Regions from separate parts of the Mus musculus genome. Here region 1 is linked to region 2. A link is a contact called in public Hi-C data. All regions are on one chromosome and are shown on one strand. The core of a region is the stretch at or near the end of the contact, and the rest is flanking DNA. Distances in the headings are between cores, read along the strand shown. Region 1 overlaps Clvs1 (clavesin 1). Region 2 overlaps Clvs1 (clavesin 1).

Region 1 (5,106 bases), core at 532-3,031, 72 kb before region 2:
CCCTCTGGTCAGCATGCTTAGGCTGTGCTCAGTTCAGCACAGTAGATAAGACCGTTTAGTGGCTCTGTCTACTCCTGAGAAGCCAAGTTCTCGTGCTAAAATAAACATCTGTATTTCTCCTCTTTTTAATGCAGAATACCATCTAACCTCATGCAGAGGGTGATGGGTAATTTCAGTGGTGGAGAAGGCAATCCCTACAAGGTTTCACCTAGTCTTTATACCCAGAGGATGCTTTCCTGTTGTTCTCTGCTTGGTCTGTGTTCTTATTAGTTGTCCTCCATTGCCTATCTGAGCTATGGAGAAGCCCTATAAGGACCTGACTGCTCTGTCCTTTACATGGAGTACATACCAGGAATCACAATGCCAGGGCCAAAAGGTACTGCAGAGGTGGTTTGGCTAGGCTCTCCCTTGAGTTAGGTGTTAACCATTTGTTTCTTGAGAATCAATCTCTGCATTTCATCGGGGAGAACCCCACAAAAGTCATTTTAATTTTCCAAGTTAACAGGAGGGTTAGTTTTGTGGAAGAACTCAGAACTCTCTGACCCCTTGGCTTGTAGCACTTCCCTCCAGGAATAGAAATTTCTGCTGGAGGTAGAAGGTGGATTTGACCAAAGCACATTGTATTCATGTTTGAAATTCTCCAAGAATAAACTGAAAATATATTTGGGTCTGAGGAAATAGCTCAGTCAGTAAAGTGCTTGAGGCACAAACATCAAGACCAGACTGGAAGTCCCAGAACTCACATTTAAAAAAAATAAATAAACAAAGACATGCTTGCAATCCTAGTGTTGGAGAAGAGAGATGGGGAGAGCCTTGGGAACTTCCTGCCAGTCTGCGTAGTCTACTCAAAGCCGGTGGGAGAAACCGGTTTAAACAACAACAAAAAAAAAAAAAAAAAAAAAAAAAAACAATCAAGGTAAACAGCACTTGAGAAATGAGGTCTAAAGTTATCCTCTGATCCACACACAAATGTGCACACATGTATATGCACACCATGTAAACATTCACCCATACAAAAAAAGTGCATATGCAACACACACACACACACACACACACACACACACACACACACACGTGTACACACACACATGCACGTACTGCATATTTTTAAAGGATCCTAAGCAATCTTCATGGCTTTTTTCTCCAATAACCTCAAGTACAGAAGAAGTTCCCCCCAAGGGGCTCCCCGCTAGATTAGAATGCCAACACGAACTTTATGTCCTCAGGTTAACGCTGCCTTCTCCTTTGTAAATTGGAGATAAAAATAATGCCTATATTATGGGGAATAGCAGATGCTGCAGAAGTGAGGCCTAGAGGGATTTCTGTGTTTGAAAGAGCCTCATCTCTGCAGTCATTCAACATTCGGGGGGTGGGGGTGTAGGTTTGTGAGCGCCGAGGTGTGAGCATTGAGCGTTTATAGTGCTTTTGCTAACACACTTTGAAAGCGAGCTCAGATGTGGGAGGTGGTCCACAGAAGCACAAGACATGTAGATTTTGAGCACATAGATATTTGTGGACATTCTTATCAGCTATCAAATCAGAACTTAAAATAACAGTGCAGAAAATGACTGCAGGCGTTCACACTGCCTCCTCTGAGTAGTCAGGTTTCTGTAGGACTAGACCAGCACAGAGAGCCAGGAGTCAGCCTCTCCGTCCACACTCCTTTCCCTCCCTCCAGAATCAGTGGTGTGAGCCCGGTGACGTCACCACAGCAGGACCGGGATGTGATGTTCTGAAGAGGCAGAGGTATGGTGGAGGCTGCCAACAGCTGAGACAATCAATGCTGGTGACTCATTCCACCCCTGGGACAGCTTGGAGAAGAATGGCTAGTACTCTGCGTAACAGAGCCCTTTCATAGCTCTGGTTTTTAATCAAATGAGAGTACATTGATGGAACTTGTCTGGTGTTATTAGCTCAGTGTGAATATCAGGCCTCTGAATACTCACATCCATCCATCAGAATGTAACTTGCAGCGTGGGCGACTGTCTGTGTGGCGGGTAGACTCAGGGCTGGCATGGTGGTGACACACAGCCATGACAGCAACAGATGCTAAGTGAAAGCCCAGTGAATAGACCTGAAGAACGAGTGGGAAAACGGGTGGAGGGTGAATGGCTGGATGGACAAAGTGGAGAATGAAATGCCAAAGGATTTGAAATGTGGTAAAGGAGATAACGTTTTGTTTGGAATGGAGAAAATAAAACAAAAGACTTTGCTCCCTGAGGTCTTGATAAATGTATAGCCTAGCATACTGGTGCACAGCTACAATTCCAGCACTCAGCAGCTGAGGCAGGAAGACTGTGGTTTTGGAGCTAGCCTGGACTATTTAGTACATTTCAGCCCAGCCCCAGCTACATATCAACTGAGACCCTGCTTATAAATATATAAACAAGTAAATAAACAGCAAGAAAGATTGCTTAGTTGGGACAGTTTCCCAGGCAACAACGAGGATGGAGATGGCATCAAATGCCCAGTGCTTAGGAAGACCAAGCTGGTTCCACGGCCACGTCCTGGCAGTGATGGGCATGGTTCATCATGTTAAACGCTACACAAACAGGATTTCCTGTACAACTGCAATGTCTTACATGCAGTCAATTACTGGTTTTCCCCTTTTAAGTTAAATAGTTGCAGATCAGTATACAAGGAGAAGAATGTCTGGGTATGTATTCCAGAGACTTCAGACACAGCGAATGGGGCATAATAATAAGTGTGCTGGACTTTGTCCAGGGCCAATGGAAAATTGAATCAAGGCTTTAAGTGGAGGAAAAACAAATGAAATGGATTTTTTCCTTGTGTGTGTGTGTGTGTGTGTGTGTGTGTGTGTGTGTGTATGTACATAGGGAATGTGGAGGCCAGAGGACATACAACATATACAACCTTGGAGTCCTACGTGGTAGTGGAAGACCAACCTCTTCAAAGCACATTTTTCTGTGAGACTGAGTTGGGAGCCCTGATGCGACCTCCTGGTACATCCGCAAGACTTGTCCAGCAACTCTGTCTTCTACACAGGCCACAGATTTCTGTACGTTCAGGAGCATCTTGAAGCTGCTTATAGGGCAGCCTTTAGCATCCAATTCTAATATTTACCCTTCATTTAATCTACACAGCCTAGTAATAAGGAAACTAATTGCTGTTCGTCTCAGGCAGAGGAAACCTAACTCACAGGTTGATAGCTACTCAGGCACACAGCTATTCTGAGCTCATAGGATTGGGACCCACGTCCCATTCCCTTAATGGCCCTTTATCCTGTTCTGTGAGCTGGCACTTAGTAGAAATTTTAATGAACAGATGAATGATTGTTCTAAAAACAAAATAGGTGCTGTAAATGTAAGCTGTTAACGGAATTTCAGAACCTAGGAGGAATCATATGACATCTTAGAGATGATTTCAAATCCTAATCAAATACTGATTACAAAGGCTATGTTACGGTCCACTCCACTGCAGACTCTGAGCAGTGTTTTGTTCCTCACTTCGTAGAGTATCTACAACAGCCTTTACTCTCATGCAGTCCCTTCCTTTGCTGTTCTCTTCCTTTGCTGTTTTCTCCCATCTCTGTTCTACTCCCCCACCTGCCCTTCATGAAGGTACCCCGAGAACCCCTTCTACGCTAAGATCATGTGAGAGGTCACCTAATAGTGGGGAGCCATGCATTCTCTGCCCTTGGAGAGTGTTCAAACTATAGCAGTGTGACTTGAAATGTAGTAAACTCCATAAATACACAGCAATTCAGTGATGGCTTGTTGAGACAAGGAGGCTGGAGGACTGCCTTCGGGGATGTGACAGTGTAATGCAGATGTGAGGACTGAGAAATCACTGTGAACCAGAGGTCTGCAGTCCTGACACTACATGAGAGGTGAGGCTGAGCATGCCATGGGTGGTGGGGAGGAACTCTTAGATAAAGGCAGAGGCTGGTAGTCAGAGAAGACTAAAAAGAAAGAGAGAGAGAGACTGGAGGTACATAGGTGACAGTTTCGATGAGAAGGGACAGAGGAGGCATCAACACTGATAAGACCAATACAGACAGAATTGCTACCCAGGCCAGAGGGCAGGCTCTGGCTGGGAAAGGGTGCTGAACAAAACTGAGGGTCCTGTGGGAACAAGGCTCCTTTGCAGACAGGGAGAGAAGGAGAGAAACAGGTAGGATGCTGTCACTACTCTTCTCTTCTCTTCTCTTCTCTTCTCTTCTCTTCTCTTCTCTTCTCTTCTCTTCTCTTCTCTTCTCTTCTCTTTCTCTCTCTCTCTCTCTCTCTCACTCTCTCTCTCTCCCCCCTCTCTCTCTCTCCTCTCTCTCTCTCTCTCTCTCTCTCTCTCTCTCTCTCTCTCTCTCTCTCTCTCTCTCTCTCTCTCTGTGTTGCCTTATTTATCCTATACCTGTAGGTGTGTATGTGTGGCTTACCGTATCTGTTCTATACCTTTGTGTGTGTGTGTCTTACTTTATCTGTTCTATACCAACCATGTCCTGCCAAATACTGAGTGCAAGATATGAAAGGTACAAAAAAAATCTAGATTGGCTTTATATATAAATGCATTTAAAGAAGAGAAAGATGGCCACTAGAAACCTGATTTCTGACCAGGAACTAAAAACATCTTTCTGGAGGCCTGATCCTTCCCTGTTTCTCTGGAAGTCCTTGTGTGTGATGCTGGGAAGGCATCACTATACCTCATACCATTCTTCTACAGTGCTCTTCAGCTCACCTTGTCACCCACTGTCCTTTGACCTTAGCAGCAACAGGCAAGGCCATGCAAAATATTACACAAATTTTGTAGCTGAAGAAACAGAGACTCTATGCAGTTAAGTAGAGAAAGAAAGTGACCAGACTGGGAAATACAAATAAAGAAAGAGGAAAACAAAGTGTATTCGTAGCTCAAATCACAGAGAGCTAGCCCTGTGGCCTGGATTCGGGAGAGCTGGTGGGCAGACCAACTCAGCTAACTCAGTCCCAGATTCAGGGCTTTGAGTAGGCCCACCCCACTGTGTGCCCCACCTATGAACTGCTGGAGCCTGTGAAGGGGCTGGTTCAGAAGATCCAAAGCTGCAGGACCTCCATGACACAGGGAAACAGCAGGATATCCAAGAGGAGTCCCCATGAGGATCCAGTATCGATAGTG
Region 2 (4,925 bases), core at 1,202-3,701:
GCACTTTCCTTCTCTCACTAGAAAAGAACAGGCTTCTAAGAAATAACAGCAAAACATAACACAATAAAATACCATAAGATAAACCATAACCCATCATATCGAAGTTGGACAAGCCAAGCCAACAGAAGGAGAAGAGCCCCAAACGATTTTATTTCAATTTCAAATGTCATTTTTATAGACACAAAAATAGATGTTTTAATTTTATAAGCATGTAGGGTAGTATTGGCTTGATGAATGTTAGCTGTAACACAACACATTTAAAACACTAGTGCTAAATATTAAGTATTATTAGGAACAGTTAAAAGTACTGGCATGTGGATTTTCAGGAGACTGACAGTTCCTTTTAGGAAGAACGATTTGCCCTTTGAAGGCACTCTTTCCTGAGGGAGGAAGTTACAGACAGTCACCAGGCTTTGGAGGGAAATGGACAGCCCTCTTAAATGTTTAGACATGTTCCAGACAAGATGTTAGATGTCTTTCACGTACCGGGGACTGACAACATAACCTCCAAAGGTGTTTGCCAGCTGCCTCAAGCTTTGGGAGAACTTCAGCATGTGACTATTCTGCTTCCTGCTGTCTGCATCCTGAAGCCATCTCTTGGTGACTAGGCACCTTTGATATGAGACCAATGTAAATCTTATTTTTATTAAGTTTAACACTAATCATAATGCCATTCACTGTAGTATGAAATCCTTAAGACTACAGAATCTTATCATTCTTAGAGTGTTTTGGTATTAAATTTGGCTTGAGGGATTTTTTTATGTCAATCTTCCTGTAATCATATGAATTAACAAGACACTGTCTTCTATTTCTTTCCATTTCTGTGATTACAAACTAAGTATAGTTGTGGTAGAATTTTGTCACATTGAAAAGGTGGATAAAATCACATGTTAAAATAGATGGAATTGCAGCCTTGCTGAAGGCTGATGTCTGTGTAGTAAGTCACTAGAATAGAAAATTTTTCTTGGAACACATGTTCTTGACTCTCTTTTCTAAATTCACAAATCTGTTGGGACAGGTATAAGAAGTTGGTGTGGATTTTACATCAACAATCCACCAAATAGTAGAGATATCTGAGTTGGGAGAAGCACAGAAAATTAAAAATAAATTACTATCTCTATCTGTAACAAGACAGAATTGTGAATGATTGCTGCCTGAATTCTTTTTTCTTTTCTTTTTTTTAAATTAGGTATTTTCTTCATTTACATTTCCAATGCTATCCCAAAAGTCACCCCACACCCCCCTATTCTCCTCCCCCCCACTCCCTCTTCTTGGCCCTGGCGTTCCTCTGTAGAACCCAGATGCCCCTCAACAGAGGAATAGATACAGAAAACGTGGTACATTTACACAATGGAATACTACTCACCTATTAAAAAGAATGAATTTATGAAATTCCTAGGCAAATGGATGGACCTGGAGGGCATCATCCTGAGTGAGGTAACCCAATCACAAAAGAACTCATATGATATGCTCTCACTGATAAGTGGATATTAGCCCAGAAACTTAGAATACCCAAGATATAAGATACAATTTGTAAAACACATGAAACTCAAGGGGAACGAAGACCAAAGTGTGGACACTTTGCCCCTTCTTAGAATTGGGAACAAAACACCATGGAAGGAGTTACAGAGACAAAGTTTGGAGCTGAGACGAAAGGATGGATGATCTAGAGACTGCCATACCCAGGGATCCAATCCCATAATCAGCCTCTAAACGCTGCCTGAATCCTTAAGCAGGCCAGTCAGAAAAACTAGCTCTGTAGACTCTAGTGGAGCATGTTTACATTGCCATCAGCTAATATCATCAGGCACGTAAAATTGTTAAAGATTTGATGCTAGAATTTCAAGGCACAAAAAGGGATGTTTAGAGAAGCAGCATCCACTGGAGGTCCTTGATATGTTTTCAGAAGAACAAAGTAGTCAACGTTATTTTTAATAATAATATTAGCATCTTCAGCTTATTTCACTGCATTGTCATTTGCACCGATGACAGGACAGGAATATAGAGTGTCACAATGTATACTTGAAATTATTGCCCCCACACTGCCATGCCCTCAGAGTTAAGTGTGTCAGTTTCACCAGAAGGAATCATTGATGAAACAGCAAAAGTTAGAGAAGTTATTTAATCTTGACCCTCAAACACACAGCATTAACCTTCTGAGGATGTACTAGAATCTGTGTTCTGTGTGGTTAGTCTCTGAGAGTGGGCTGAGTGACCATCTACTTTATATGGAGCATCCTTTATATAAAAGAATCACTGAAAGACAAATTACAAATATTTAGACATGAGTTTGAAGCATGAATTTTCTTCAAAATGATGGGTGTGACCCTGTGCTCCAGAAGAAAACAAGTAATAGTGTTTGTAAATTGCCTAACACATATATGAGCCTGTGAGTCAGAGGAGCTACTACTGAGCTGCTACTGAGCTCCTAAAGAGCGAGATGCAATGACTAATAAGGTCTTATTTTAGGATAAGCACGTATGCGTATTAACTGCCCACAGAGAGTTCTTTGGAACATTCAGACACACCCAGGAGCATGTCCCCTGGGATTCAAGCACCGGCTGCTCTGCCCTTGCCTGTGTTCAGCAGGTCCCTTGATTTATTTCCTGTAGCTAATCCTTAGTTGGTAGAAGCTTACAGCTCTTTAGCCATGGCACGTCTGTCTCTCTTCTGGCGATGAGGGGTGAGATTGGGATTGACTTCCCTGCTCTATCAGCTTGGAGGATATTTCAGAGACTCTTGGATGATGCTGAGCCTTGCTCTCTGTTTCAGGTCTCAGATGGGGTGAGTACTAACTGCCCCAGTCCTTGTCACCAACCTGCAGAAGTGCTTCAAAATGTTCATCCTTATAAATGTACAACTAGTACTAGGTTGACCCTCAGAAGTCCCCGTGTTAAAGGCTTGGTCCCCGTCCTGTGGCAGTATTGGGAGATGGCCTTCATAAGATAGGATCTGATGGAAAGATGTTAGTTTACCAGGGTATGCCCTTGGGAGGGGTGTTGCTTCTTGTATTTTCATTTGTTTCCCATCCTCAGTAAGGTGAAAAATTTCTTACGTGTGGTGCACCAAGTTGCCACATGCCTCAAACATGCCTCTGAAACCATGAGCACAGATAAATCATTCTGCATTTAAACCCGACTATCTGCAGTGTGCTGTCTCAGTGACGGAAACCTGTCAAAACCGGTCTACGAAAACCCTCACCAGTCACCTAACTCTCTTATGAATTCGTGACAACCTAGTCTTTTGCTTACTGTCAAGTTTCTAAAGTTTCTATCTTAACACATCCTTGGGGACTTTGATGTTCTCTGTCATTGTCTTAAGAAAACTGATATTTGCAACTTTTCGGTGTGTTAATTCTCTCAAAGTGGGCTCTTGTTAATAGTGGGCCTGTTACTATTCAATAAAGACGTTTTTATTTTTAAGTAAAAATGTTTATGTAGGCATTGAAGTAAGATAGAATAAGGAGCAGCGTGGTAAAATATGTTACTGTTTGAGCAAGCACTGATTTGGCTTCTCTGAATAAACCATTGTGGTTTAAAAAAAAAAAAGCAAGAAAAATGTGAAGTCTTTGTTCTCAAATAATTTGAATCTCAGAGCCTGAGATAAAAGTGAATATTCCTATAATACTCTGGAATGGTTCCAAGATAAAAATGTAGACAGTAGACATGGAGGACTTGGGAGCAAGCTCTGACAATGGGCCTGGAGTGGTGCTTTTGAGGGAGCCTGGCCTTTAAAGCCCCATAAGTGAGATTTGTCCCTAAGTTACCTGTCCATGTGTCCTCAGCATTTTCATACATGTCCATGTTCAGCCGGCTCTTTGCTGTTCTCGGAAACTCCTGGCTTGCTCCTATCAAAGGGTGTGCAATGCTCTTACTATTAGGTCTCTATTGTCTAGTGCCCACTTCACATCTCCAGCCCTTCCAGACCACACTACCAGTCTGTTCCTCTCCAGGGACATCACTTCTCATTTCTCTAGGAATCCCACACGGGTATAGGGCCCTTTCTTACAGTCCCCCACACTAACATCTGTCTCAGTACTTGATGATAGAATTGCTTCCACGGTGGCTTTTCTAAGGAGAGTTCCTGAACAGTATACAAAGTTGGGCTTCTCTCTCTCTCTCCTCTCTCTCTCTCTCTCCTTTTCTCCCTCTCTTTTCTCTCTCTCTGATCCTATCTTAGGCATTTTCACCTGAATTCTTCTGCATCCTTCCCTGTCTTCTTAAGGAGAGGACTTTTCCAAAACATTAAAGGCATCTTTAACACCCCTCTTTGTCCCACATGACATGCCCTATTCTGCTAACCTTAAATTTAAGTCTATATGCTACCTTAAGTTTAAATATTTAAATATACTAATTGTGTTATTATAATTATATTATTAATAAATACATGAATCTGAAATCACCTAGCATTTCTATTGTTTATATTCTAGTTTCAGCCACAAAAAAACCCCAAATCCCTCAAGTTTAAATTATACTAATAGTTTCTAGGTTAGTTTCTTTACACCTGCCTTTGAAATCTATTTTCCAGAATAAAAGAGAGTACAGACACTCTCCAGAATTATAGCCTATATTCTGAAAGGTTGATCATAGGATGAAAGTATCTTATGTCCAAAACCCATTTTTCATATCTAAGATACTGAATACAGCTCCATAACACAGCCTGCTGTGCAGTGGCTGGGTTTCCTAATCTTGTGGTTGCCCTGTGGCTGTGCCTCAGGATCACTCTGCTGGCCTTCAGGAAAAGAGAGGTTAAGACCACCTATCCTTAGCCTGAGCCTAGAACACAGCTTAATTTGAAATACAGTTTCAACTGAACTGTAATACAAATTATATCAATAAATTTTTATGTGCTCTTTGTGCCTACAGAGAATTTACTGAGAACAAGAGACAGGGTTCATTGTATCAGATTCAATAATGTTTACTTCA

The links. A called contact is a pair of places that touch in the nucleus more often than the background predicts.
Region 1: a Hi-C map of the N1E-115 cell line shows a contact between it and region 2, with 2.4 times the contacts expected there. The contact joins two enhancer-like sites. A contact is called at or near these places in 1 of 39 promoter capture datasets (liver) and 3 of 484 Hi-C or Micro-C datasets (the N1E-115 cell line, double positive thymocytes and erythroblasts).

Annotation. Positions count from the first base shown.
Region 1 is chr4:9,441,271-9,446,376 of GRCm38.p6, reverse strand. The region is part of intron 5 of Clvs1 (clavesin 1); the gene reads right to left. Among named protein-coding and RNA genes, the nearest start is that of Gm11816, 160 kb to the right of the region's middle. Within about 2 kb of position 1,781, at least 67 of the 459 cell types and tissues checked have an H3K27ac peak or open chromatin away from gene starts, as enhancers often do. A contact at or near this core is called in the N1E-115 cell line, where this site is marked.
Region 2 is chr4:9,369,922-9,374,846 of GRCm38.p6, reverse strand. The region is part of intron 3 of Clvs1 (clavesin 1); the gene reads right to left. Among named protein-coding and RNA genes, the nearest start is that of Gm11816, 85 kb to the right of the region's middle. Within about 2 kb of position 2,451, at least 11 of the 459 cell types and tissues checked have an H3K27ac peak or open chromatin away from gene starts, as enhancers often do. A contact at or near this core is called in the N1E-115 cell line, where this site is marked.